2 separate regions of the Mus musculus genome follow, and region 2 is linked to region 1. A link is a contact called in public targeted proximity ligation data. All regions are on one chromosome and are shown on one strand. The core of a region is the stretch at or near the end of the contact, and the rest is flanking DNA. Distances in the headings are between cores, read along the strand shown.

Region 1 (6,458 bases), core at 1,748-4,247:
CCAAGTAATGTCTTTGCTGAATTTAACTTAATGTGAGGGAGCCCACTGACTGTGGGAGGCCAGGGATGCTGAGTGGAAGAACACGTGGAGCCTGTGGAAGTGGCCATTGTCCTTGTCATTTAGAGGGCGAGAGACTAGTGTCAGTATTAACAGTAGGACCCATCATCAACACTATGAGACAGTTGTGGGAAAATTCTAATACAAATAGCCCTGTGACTCTCTGGGGGTGGGGGTGGGGGGACCTTAGGTGTGGTGGGGGTGTTGCACCAAGTACTGGACTGAACTGGTAGAGAGGATCATGGAAACCATCAGGGTAACTCTGGCTGTTATTCTTTGTGCCAGAGACAAAATATACGTTAAAAACCCAATATAATAATGGATCATCTTATACATGGTTTTATGACAAACAATTAAAAGTGTTAGAGTCCTTGGAGGTTTCAAAGAGGCCAGACTAAACTATAGGAGCAAAAAGAACCAATGTGGTTGTCCTGGGACAGAGGTGGGCAGGATGAGGAAGAAGGGCCATGAAGGAGTTTCTCTGATGTGATGCTAACAGCTGGTATTGAGTGAGATTGGGCTTGAGTGATACAAGTACATTGCAGATAACTGTTCAAATGATGTACTTACTATTTGTATATATGTAACTATTATATATATGCACATTTTACCTCAAAAGAAGAAAAGAAATTCTAATAAGTGGATCCCCATGTCATGAAACCTGATGGTGGGGACTTTTATTTCTTTAGTGTTCCACTCAACTTCACCATGAGGAACCAAATTTTTCCTTAATTTTCACAAAACTATGAAATTTAGTGCTACACCTAGAGATTAAGAATATTAATCCAGCCAGGTGGTGGTGGCGCACACCTTTAGTCCCAGCACTTGGGAGGCAGAGGCAGGTGGATTTCTGAGTTCGAGGCCAGCCTGGTCTACAGAGTGAGTTCCAGGACAGCCAGGGCTATACAGAGAAACCCTGTCTCGAAAAACCAAAAAAAAAAAAAAAAAAAAAAAAAAAAAAAAAAACCAAAAAAATTAATTCAATAAGAAAAATACCTCCCCACCAGTTAAAAGAGAGTGCCAGTGTAGTCCTCCTTTGGAGAGTTTGCACTTAGTGAATTGAGAGCTGCCTAATTAACAGTTAGTGAGCTGTAACCTTCCCTGGTAGGAAAACTGGAAGCAAAGCCAAGTCAGCTCAGAAGGCAGAACAAGTTAGAAAGGCCGCCTCTGCCCCCGCTGGGGTTTTGAGTCCCCAAACCAGGTGTTACGTTTTTTTTTTTTTTCTCAGCTTGCCTTAAGAAAAACTAGGAAAGGTGGCCGGAAGTTGGCAGAGCATCTCATTAAGAATGGTCAAGGCTATTCATCAATTATCACTTTGATACAAATCCACGCCTGTGTTGACAGTGAGCCCTGGGGGATCTTTCTACGTGGCCCAGGCCTACTGTTCACAGAATTCACCCTGTGTTTCTCACCCTTGAGGTAGACTGGGCTTCTTTGGCCTTCTGGGAATCAAAGCCAATCATGTGATTCACTTTTGCCACAAAGCTATGAGCTAAAGTGACGGGCATCATTGTCACCCCTAATTAGTGCAATTATAGGATACTCCCTGGAGTCTGAACTTCACATGAACTGCTAGTGACCTTTGCCGTTGCATAGTCATACCCATACCCATACACACACATATACACATACATATACACATACCCATATACATAAACATACACACACATATACACATACATATACACATGCCTCTCTCTCTCTCTTTCTCTCTCTCTCTTAAAAATAAAATAAACCTTGCCCGAGATTGCTTGACATGGAACCATACACATCATATTCTGTACGATACATGCTGCGTGTGTAGCAAGGGTATTTTTTCCCCTTAAATAATAAAACCATTGTTCTGCATCTTTCCTTAAGGTGGACTTAGGTGAAGGCAAGATCTGCTTCTGTTGTGAAGAATTTCAACCAGCCAAATGCACAGACAAAGAAAATGCCTTGAAACTCTTCCCGGTCCAGCCTTGTAGTGCTGTGCACCTTCTGCTTAAGGTATGATGGCCAGCTCATAGTCTCTACCAGGAATGCTCCCCAGGGGCCCAAGAGGCCGCTCCTTGAGATATTCCCATTTGGTGGCTGCCTGAAAATGGTCAGGCTGCTACAAGCAAGTATGAGCAGCCCTAATAACCTGAAGTTACTGAGCGGCCCTTCACTACCCTGCCGTTAGAATGGAGTGTGGAGGAGGCCACAGATTGTGTTTTAAATTATGTGGAGACAGATTTCATTGCATATAAGAATTATAAACTGGTCTACAGAGTGAGTTCCAGCACAGCCAGGGCTGCACAGAAGAACCCTGTCTCTAAAAACCCAAAAAACAAAACAAAACAAAAAAAGAATTATAAGCTGGTGAAAAATGCAAAGGAGTCTAGCTATGCGTATGTATATGCTTGCACACACATCCGAGGTATAGCTTTCTGGAAAGCCTCATTTGCACGCTCACTTGGCATTGTCGTTCATTCGTAGTGAGTTGCATGAGCGTGTTGAATGTCACCATTCTATGACACATAGACTAAGATCAGCCAGGAAATGGCAGTAGACCCTTGAGTTCTTTATATCTTGTTTAATAGGCAACATTAAGTAAAGAAATTTAGGAGAATACACCAAGGATTCAGGTCAAAGGGAAATGCAAACTCAGCCTTTATAATGGAGCTGAGCCACTGAAGTCTGACTGGATTGGGTGGCAAAATCAGCTAATGGCCTCTTAGCTGTTGTTAGTCAACCACTTCTTTAGATCTTTGCTTCTCAGGGAGGAGGAGGAAGCTCGGAGAGAAAGTTCTGCAGAGCTTCAAGCTCTGGGTAGCATAGTACTTAGAAATGTCCTGCTTGCCTTGGTTTCTGCATGTTTGACTCTTGAGTCATCTGGAACTTTCTAAGCCTGACTTAGCTTGAGGAAAGCCCCTGAAGGAGCCAAGGCTGTAGCCACAGCAACCTTCAGTGTTGACTTAGCTGCTATTTTAAGGAAAGAAGACCTATTTACACTCCCTGACTGCTCCTGGTTCCCACTGTGTGGTAGCTGAGTGCCCGGGCCACCACTGCCTGTTGCTCCCAAAACAGAAGCAGTGACCACATGCTAAGGAGATTCCATCCTGCAGGAAGTGCTGTCCCTTGGGTGGGTGAGGGCACCAACTAGAGAAGAGTCTCAATGTTCTTCTAGAGGGAACTTTATAGATACTATTCAGAGGCTTGTAAAAAAAAAAAAAAAAAAAAGGTCCCTCCATGTCTTTGGAAAATTGGCTCTAGCACCCCTGAGGATACCGAACTCTGTCACACCAAGCTCCTTCTATAAAGTGGCATAGGATAGATAGCACATAGCCTTTACACACTCTTCTGCATGGTTGCAATGTATTTTGCAAATAGTTGTTATATCATTTAAGAAAAAAAAAGATAGGAAAAGGGCCTGTCCATGTTCAGCATAGTCTTGTTTGTTTTTGCTTTTGCTTTTGCTTTTGTTTTGAGTAGTTTCCATTTTGGTTCAGTTGAATCTGAGAAGGTGAACCCATGGATATGGTAGGTTTCTTTGGGTTACTTATTTTTTTAAATTGGAGTTTGTCCTGGCACTCAGATGCTCCTGCCTCGAGCCTTTAGAGTGCTAGGGTTATAGCTGTGTCTTATTATATGTAGTTTAGCTTGTTTTTGTTTGTTTGTTTGTTTGTTTGATTAGACAGTTTTACTGTATTACCAGTCCAGGTTTGAACTTATGACCCTCCTGCCTTAGTCTTCAAAGTAGCTGGAAATATACGATTTTAAAGTAAGAAATCTACATTCTGACCAGGGGGTCATAATAGCCAGCATTTATTTCACACTTGCATAAGCCCGATGCTATGTGACCCCCTGCCCCCATCATCTCAGAAGCTTGCCAGTTCAGACAGCATAGTTATCAACACATTTTACACATCTCTCTGACTGGTGGTCTTGTTTCCAGAAAGTCCTGTTTGCCCTGTGTGCCTTGAACGCCTTGACCACCACAGTGTGTTTGGTGGCTGCTGCCCTGCGCTACCTCCAGATCTTTGCCAGCAGAAGGCCATGTATTGTAAGTGTGTGGAAGCACTGTGTGGTATTTCCACCTAGCAGTCCATCCCTACTGTGTGTGGAAGCACTGTGTGGCATTAACCTAGCAGTCCATCCCTACTGTGTGTGGAAGCACTGTGTGGCATTTCCACCTAGCTGTCCATCCCTACTATGTGTGGAAGCACTGTGTGGCATTTCCACCTAGCAGTCCATCCCTACTGTGTGTGGAAGTACTGTGTGGCATTTCCACCTAGCTGTCCATCCCTACTGTGTGTGGAAGCACTGTGTGGCATTTCAACCTAGCAGTCCATCCCTACTGTGTGTGGAAGCACTGTGTGGCATTTCAACCTAGCAGTCCATCCCTACTGTGTGTGGAAGCACTGTGTGGCATTTCCACCTAGCTGTCCATCCCTACTGTGTGTGGAAGCACTGTGTGGCGTTTCCACCTAGCAGTTCATCCCTACTGTGTGTGGAAGCACTGTGTGGCATTTCCACCTAGCTGTCCATCTCTACTGTGTGTGGAAGCACTGTGTGGCATTTCAACCTAGCTGTCCATCCCTACTGTGTGTGGAAGCACTGTGTGGCATTTCCACCTAGCTGTCCATCCCTACTGTGTGTGGAAGCACTGTGTGGCATTTCAACCTAGCAGTCCATCCCTACTGTGTGGGGAAGCACTGTGTGGCATTTCCACCTAGCAGTCCATCCCTACTGTGTGGGGAAGTACTGTGTGGCATTTCCACCTAGCAGTCCATCCCTACTGTGTGTGGAAGCACTGTGTGGCATTTCAACCTAGCAGTCCATCCCTACTGTGTGTGGAAGCACTGTGTGGCATTTCAACCTAGCTGTCCATCCCTACTGTGTGTGGAAGCACTGTGTGGCATTTCAACCTAGCAGTCCATCCCTACTGTGTGTGGAAGCACTGTGTGGCGTTTCCACCTAGCTGTCCATCCCTACTATGTGTGGAAGCACTGTGTGGCATTTCAACCTAGCAGTCCATCCCTGCTGTGTGTGGAAGCACTGTGTGGCATTTCCACCTAGCAGTCCATCCCTACTGTGTGTGGAAGTACTGTGTGGCATTTCAACCTAGCAGTCCATCCCTACTGTGTGTGGAAGCACTGTGTGGCATTTCAACCTAGCAGTCCATCCCTACTGTGTGTGGAAGCACTGTGTGGCATTTCCACCTAGCTGTCCATCCCTACTGTGTGTGGAAGCACTCACTGTGTGGCGTTTCCACCTAGCAGTTCATCCCTACTGTGTGTGGAAGCACTGTGTGGCATTTCAACCTAGCAGTCCATCCCTACTGTGTGTGGAAGCACTGTGTGGCATTTCAACCTAGCTGTCCATCCCTACTGTGTGTGGAAGCACTGTGTGGCATTTCAACCTAGCAGTCCATCCCTACTGTGTGTGGAAGCACTGTGTGGCGTTTCCACCTAGCTGTCCATCCCTACTATGTGTGGAAGCACTGTGTGGCATTTCAACCTAGCAGTCCATCCCTGCTATGTGTGGAAGCACTGTGTGGCATTTCCACCTAGCTTTCCATCCCTACTGTGTGATCCATTGCTTTTCTCCTGTTACGCTGTTTAACCAGGATGAATCCCAGATGTCTGCAGAGGACGTGGAAGAACACGGTCGGATTCCAGACCCAGATGACTTTGTGCCACCAGTGCCTCCTCCTTCTTACTTTGCCACATTTTACTCCTGCACACCTCGGATGAACCGCAGGTATAACTCCTATGTCACGCTGGGGTCTCTGTGGTATGCCCTGCCTTGAGACTTGTGTAGTCTCCAGAACACTCCACCCGAGCTTCCACTTTTCTTTTTAATCCAAAATCCAGGCAGATTGGTCTGTCCGATTAGCTTTCTTTCCCTGTCTTGTTTTTCTCCGATAAACTAGACGACTCCAAAGATAAGTCCCAATCTTGACCTAGAGATAAACTCTTTCAATTTCTTTTAGCTTCCTAGGGAAAACTGACACCCGGTGAGATAACAGCTGTAATTTGACAGCATTGGGGGTTTCTGTTGCCCTGGAAACATGCCCAGTTAGGCAGAATCGATGTTTCATTATAACACCATCAGCTGGTCCCAAGAGCCGTGACATTCTTTGCAGTCACCAAGAAAAAAATTAATTATTAATTGCATCTTTCTGGCTTGGAAAAAAAAATGGACACCATGGTTAATTTTTCTTTTCAAATTCTAGCTCAAAATTTTGACTATTTTCCTTAAATATCAGAAATTATTATTTGTAGAGTGAAGTATGTATTGATCTGGTTGTTAGTAATGCCTAGGATTAAATCTTTAAAGAATGATCTCATTTATTCATTCAGCAAACATTACCAATCTTCTCCTCCTTGCTTGGTGCTGTTCTGGGTTATAGAAATTCAAAATGAATTAGCCCA
Region 2 (6,458 bases), core at 2,842-5,341, 180 kb before region 1:
AAGAGGACTGACTGCTCTTCCAGAGGTCCCTGAGTTCAATTCCCAGCAACCACATGGTGCCTCACAACCATCTGTAATGGGATGCCATGCCTTCTTCTGGTGTGTCTGAAGAGAGTGACAGTGTATTCATATACATTAAATAAATAAATGAATAAATAAATTAATCTTAAAGAAAAAAAGAACAGAGAGCCATGTAGTGGCCAGTTAACCAGTACAGGAAATGTTGTGATGCCCCGTCCTCCTTTTTAGTAGCAGCTCTTACACCTGTGACATTCTAAGGAGGTGTTAGCTTTAACTGTTAAAAAGAACGATCCTGGTATCCAGTATCCATCATTGCAATGGCTAGTGTTTATTTGGGAGGTACCTGGGAAGGCAGTCCATAGGCTTGCAGGGTTTTTGTGTAATGCTGAACTGTGAGTTGGAGTTCTTCTCTTTCTTTCCACTTGATTTAGACTTGTGCTTCTAAGAATTTGGCAACTGCGCTAATTTCCTAAGCACCCGGAGGTCATTGTGTGCTTGGGCCGTGGTGTTGCTGATCAGAAGTGTGATGGGCAAGAACCCTGATACTGGGCTGCACCACCGCTCTCTGTCCTGGTGGTGTGTGTGTGTTTTTTTTTTTTTTTTTTAAATGACAGGTGCCTATTATTTTGGCCATTATCCCTAAGCCTCTCAGAAAACACACTAAGGACTTTGACCAGCCATTTGATTGTTTTTTTGTTTTTGTTTTCCCCCTTTGGAGTATTTTCTCAGTTGTGGTTCATAAAAACTTGCAGTACAAAAGGTTCTTTAAAATGTAATTAATTAGTTTTATGTGTATGCTGCTTTGTTGCATGGAAGTCTATATATTGCTTTTATGTGTTTGCTGCTGGAAGTGGGGATTGGATTTCCTGGGACTATAGTTACAGATGGTTTTATGAGTAGCCATCTTGGGGCTGGGTCCTCATCAAGAGCAGCAAATGCTTTTAATGTTGGGAACCACTTCTTCAGCCCCGTTTTTGTTTTGCTTTTGTTTTTCCAAGACAGGGTTTCTCTCTGTAGCCCCGGCTGTACTAGAACTCCATAGACCAGGCTGGTCTTGAACTCAGAGATCTGCCTGCCTCTGTTTCCAGAGTGCTGGGATTAAAGGCATGTACCACTTTTAATTTAGATAATTTAATTAATAAGTTAATTTAAATAATGAAACAGCAATAATGGAGTAATCCAGCCGCTTGTGGCAGCACACGCCTTTAATCCTACCACTCCTGGAGGGGCAAGTTTGCAGATCTCTGTGAGTTCTAGGTTAGCCTGGGCAACATAATAAGATCCTGTCTCAAAATAAACACAAACAGAAAACCACCACCACCACCAAAACCTACCCAATAATTCTCTTCGACAGGAATTAAATTCTATCTTTTTTATTAGCTTCTTGGATGGGACATATTCTGTTTTTCAGTTGTTATACATTAATATCGAGTGAGGAGTGGAAGCCAAAGCCAGTCAGCATTCCCACTTATTTGAAGGTTGGGTAGCTTAGGATGAAACAAAAATAAATGTGAAGTAAAACCGCATTAAGATTTGTGAACTTTTCATGGTAAGTCAGTAGTAGACTGTACAAATTGAAAGCATGAAGGCTATTGCTCTCTGAGCCTTGGGTGTCACTGTGTAAAGCACATGTGACTTGGTTCAGGAGAGCTCTCGAGTATATACCTTCCCAGCCCCACCATACCTTCATGAGCAGCACATGCAGAGACATCCTGGGAGAGCAGAAGTGTTGAGCACATGGCCTCTGTCTTGAGCCTGTGGACAACCCCACTCCCCCACCCCCATCCCCCATTTCTGCAATTCTTCTGACTGTTTGCCCATGGTGTGTCTGTGGGGCTCTTTTAACATCTGGCTGGATTCCCTTCCTTTTTCTGCTTTCTCCGAGTAGGTGATACATCGAAAGTTGCATGGCCAAATGCTGTTCATTCTTTTGTGATAAAGTGGTGGGGCGGGGAGGAGGTACTCCCGCCCTTCCAGGGAATAGCACTTTGTTTTCAAGTGCGGCCTGAAGAATGCAGATCACCAAATAGCTTGCCACGCGTAAAGGTTTTAACTTCTCAGGGTCTTTACAGAATGTGTTGTGTGGCGGGATTCTTGGTTTTCGTTAATGAATTAGCTTTATGGTGCTGCGGATGGAACCTACTTATATACTTCTGGTGCATACATGGAGCTATAAAGGGGGCTCTGACAAGGATGCTGTAGGAACCGCAAAGTTTGAGGTAGAAAAACAACCCCTTGCTTTGACTTAAGGAGGACAGTTGAGGTGCACGCTGATGTGAAGGAAAAGGAAAAGGAGACACTCTGAATTATAGCCGTTCTCTAGTTGTGTGCCTGTGGCGCCATTTGTGAAGTGTCCGAAGCCTCTGGCTGGTGACTTGTATTTAGTCATTTCATAGCAGGACATGCTATTTGATGAGTGCCGCCTGGCAGATGGTTACAGTTGGGTCTTTAACAGGATACAGGCTGCCATCCAGCCACAGTAGAGTATACTTTGTAATGTGCTTATTTGAACTTAGACTAATGTTTTAGCCTGACTAGACTTTGATGGGTGTGGCTTTTATGTTTCTCCTCCTCCTCCTGTTCTGTGTGAGGAGTAAATATAGTAATGGGGAAAATGTAATCTTGACACATCTCTGAATGAACACCTCCCGTCCCCTTTGTTGCTTCAGGAAGCTGTGGGTGGAACCCAGGGCCTGGAATATCCTAAGTACCTGCTGTGCCAGGTACTTATTAGAGTTAAAATTATTTTATTATATGCCTGCACTTATATTGCACAACAATGGGTACCTGTTGTCCCTTGGAGGCCAGAAGAGGCTTGGCAGATCCTCTGGGTCTGGGCTGACAGGTGATTGTGAGCAGAGAATGAAGTTCTGGGAATCAAACCCTGGTCCTTGGCAAGAACAGCTAGTGCTTTTAACTGCTGAGACACCTGTCCAGACCAGGTTTGTAGCTTTTTTTGGTGGTAAGTTTTTAGACTGTACACCAGTCTCAAAGTCCAGTTACATTTTTGCCATCCTAACAAAGGAAAACGTGGATCGTGATAGAGAAACTTTAGTTCCTTGAGTTGAAGGTAAGGCGAGCCAGGTGTTGTGTGACTTAATTTTTTATTTTACGGGGTGGACAAAACACTCAATCCCAGATTGGGAACCCATGATACACCCAATTTTTAGTGGTAAGGATACCACCAAAGTCCAGCTTGGCGACCCAGTGAGTTTTATTGGGGTTCCCTACAGGAATCTGAATTCAGGAATAGAAATGATCCCATATGGATGAGCACAGATCACCCCAGAATAACTCTTATCGCCAAAGTTCACCCCGGCATGGGTGACAGCTCACAAAGGCTGGGAACCTGGACCACACTGGACAGCCTGCAGGCAGCTCAGCAGATTGGAGGGTCCTTTGCAGCTTCAGGTGGCAGAAATGTCTTCCAAGCAGGTCTTTTTGCTTGAGAGTCGTCTTCCCCGCAGGGGTGTGTGTGTGTGTGTGTGTGTTTACCTCCCTGCCTAAGGAGCTCCCCTGCAGGACCAAAAGTTTTTAAGGTCTAATGCTTTCTAGTAGTATTTGTTCCTTCTAGGGCTTGGAGCTTCTAGGGCCTTTGTTCTCAGGAGGAAGGAAAAAGAAATTTGTCAGCCGGCCTCATTGCTTTAATGTCCGACTATAGCAATTTGTTTACATGATCTGAGAGCTGATCCTACCCACTTGGCTCAAGTTCAGTTTCTTCTTTTTGCCTTACAAGGATAGCAGGCGCACCTGAGAACCTGGGTGGGTGGGGTTTCACCCAGGAGAGTCATCCCTGTAGCTCGGAGACAACACCTTCACGTCACCGGCCACTCTCAGTCTCCGGAGGATTCAGCGGAGTAGAATCGATGAGATTAGTGAGGGAGGTTCTTAGCAAAACTAAAGGACTTCCTGGTGAGCTCAGTTTCCGACCGAGGAGCAGGCTTCTTCCTCTTTAGCCCTCTTCAGTGAGGAGTCAGCTGCTCGGCTGTGTGGGATTGGCTGGTGTACACCTGCCCCTGTTTCCTCCGGCCACTGCATACCGCCAGTCACTTCCCATTAGCTGTGAGCCCTGCCCTTGTGTGAGTCAGAGTGGTAGGCACAAGGGCTCTCGGGGCAGGGCATCAGACGAAGTCACTGTGTACTTATCAGATTGACTCGATTTGGGAAGGCATGAGCTAGCATGACTCAGACTAGTGGCGAACTTAATTGAGAGAATTCCTCATATTTCTGTAGCGAATGGATGATAGTTGGATGAACTAAAAAGTCTTAACCAAAAAAAGTGTAGAATTGCTTCTGGACCTCTCAGTGTGCTGTTGTTGAGATGGGGCTGTGTTTAGCTCAGGTTGGTCTCCATTAAAATTGTTACTGTGTTGCAGAACTTAGGCCCAGAAGCAGCAGAAACTGCAGCGCTAATTAACTGGCCACTTTATGTGAGTTGCAGACCTCAGCTCTGCTTAGTTTAGATGGCTAATAAAGTCATCTGTGGCCCCTAACTTCCTGGGGGCTCTCAGTGCTCGAGTGTAAAGCTTAGAGAACATTCTAAGGAGTTTGGAGCAAGATATTCCAAATTACTTGCTCTTTCAGCTATATGTGTGTGTTATTTTCTTATTTTTTTTCTTTTAAAAAGGCATCCATTGGATTCTTTCAGAAAGACGTTTTTAAAAAGACATACTGTTTAACGGCAAAGGTCCCAGGGAGCCTGGTAGTTGCTTAGCTCACAGAGCAATGGAAAGATCTGTTATTAAGTTGCAGCTTGAATAATGTACTAGCCAGAGCCACAGGGTTCTCTTCCCTCAAGCCAGTAGCGACTGTCTTCTCCTCCCTTTTCCAGATTTTATTTTAATTTTTTTCTGGAATTATTTTTTTCTCTATATGTATGGTGTTTTGCCGTCTTGTATGTCTGTGTACTCGGTGGTTGTTTGCGCCTTATACTCTCAGAGGCCAGACAAGAATCTCACATCCCTGGAGCCGGAGCTAGAGACTTCCTTTTTCCTCCATCTGTATATTAGGTCTGGCTGTGTGTCCTGGAGCTCACTATGTAGACTAGGTGAGATCCTCCTGACTGGGATTAAAGATGTGCACCACCATGCCCAGTTTATAGACACAGACTTGTTAAAAGGAAAAATGTGCGCTTAGCACAAAGGAGATGTATTTGCTCTGGAGGGACAGAGGTCAGGGTTAAGGGATGAGACAGGAGCCAGAGGAAGAGGGAGAACGGAGAGAAAAGAAAGAAGAGGGTTATTTGTCTTGGAATGGGATAAAGGGCTGCCTCTGGATGGAGAGGGGACAGGCAAATGATGGTTTATAAAGGTGAAATGGGAAACCCTGTGCTGAGATGAAGTGTTTAATTTTAATTGTGCATGTTAATTAGGTGCCTGAAGGGAGCTTTTGATTGCTAGACTTTACAGCTGGACCTTGGTAGTCAGTTTCTGGAATAGGAATTAGCAATAAGGAAATAGACCATGGGGGGTTAGCCTTTGGAATGGATAGCAGTTTGGTGTGTTTGTTTGTTTGTTTTTGTTGTTGTTTTTAAGCGAGGCAGAGGGAATGGAGGAGAAGGGCCAGGTCTGCTAGAGTCATGCTGGCCAACTCAAGGTAGCTAGAGTCCCTTCAGTTGTGAGCTGCCCCGTGGGTCCTAGAAAATGAACCCAGGTTCTCTGTAAGAGCAGCAAGTGCTCTTATCCACTGGGGAGTCTTTCCAACCCTTATTATTTAAAAATAAGTTTGGTTTATTATTTTTTTTAAAGATTTATTTATTTATTATATGTAAGTACACTGTAGCTGTCTTCAGACACTCCAGAAGAGGGCGTCAGATCTCATTACGGATGGTTGTGAGCCACCATGTGGTTGCTGGGATTTGAACTCAGGACCTTTGGAAGAGCAGTCGGGTGCTCTTACCTGCTGAGCCATCTCACCAGCCCCCGGTTTATTTTTAATGTGTATGTGTGCACCCACATATCCCTGGAGGCCTGTTGTCAGATTCCCTGGAGCTGGGCTTACAGGCAATTGTGAGCCCCCTGATGGGGTGCTGGGAACTGAATTCAGCAGAAGAGGAAGCACTCTGAATCACCCCCTGGACTGGAGTTCTAAGCAGTTGTGAGCCGCCTGCTGTGGCTCCTGGGAACGGAAGGAGGGTCCTCTAAAGAGCAGTAAGCCTTCCTCCCTCCAGCCCCACTCCAGCTTTCTTGGAGGGCTTCTTGAGAATCCATTTTCATTCTTTTCTCCACCTTTTCCAGGCAAAGCTGCTTGTGGGGGAGGGTGGCGTCCCGGGGGAGGGTGGCGTCCCCTGGGAGGGGGAAGCCTCCCACACACCCTTGCCTTTTGCCATAGACTTTCCCCCCAGGGTGAACTTTTGCAGGGATGAGCACAGAAGGGGCCCCAGGCTGCAGTTGGGAGCCTCTTCTGGCTCCCCTTCCAGCCAGGCTAGAAACCAGACT

The links.
Region 2: a targeted proximity ligation map of pancreatic cancer cells shows a contact between it and region 1. A contact is called at or near these places in 1 of 484 Hi-C or Micro-C datasets (uterus), 2 of 130 datasets of targeted methods (embryonic stem cells and pancreatic cancer cells) and 1 of 9 other capture datasets (pancreatic islet).

Annotation. Positions count from the first base shown.
Region 1 is chr19:23,984,035-23,990,492 of GRCm38.p6, reverse strand. It overlaps Fam189a2 (family with sequence similarity 189, member A2), which reads left to right. Exons shown (of 11, transcript NM_001114174.1): 4 at 1,918-2,046; 5 at 3,977-4,084; 6 at 5,651-5,784. Among named protein-coding and RNA genes, the nearest start is that of Fam189a2, 44 kb to the left of the region's middle.
Region 2 is chr19:24,164,249-24,170,706 of GRCm38.p6, reverse strand. All of the region lies in intron 2 of Tjp2 (tight junction protein 2), which reads left to right. Among named protein-coding and RNA genes, the nearest start is that of Tjp2, 58 kb to the left of the region's middle.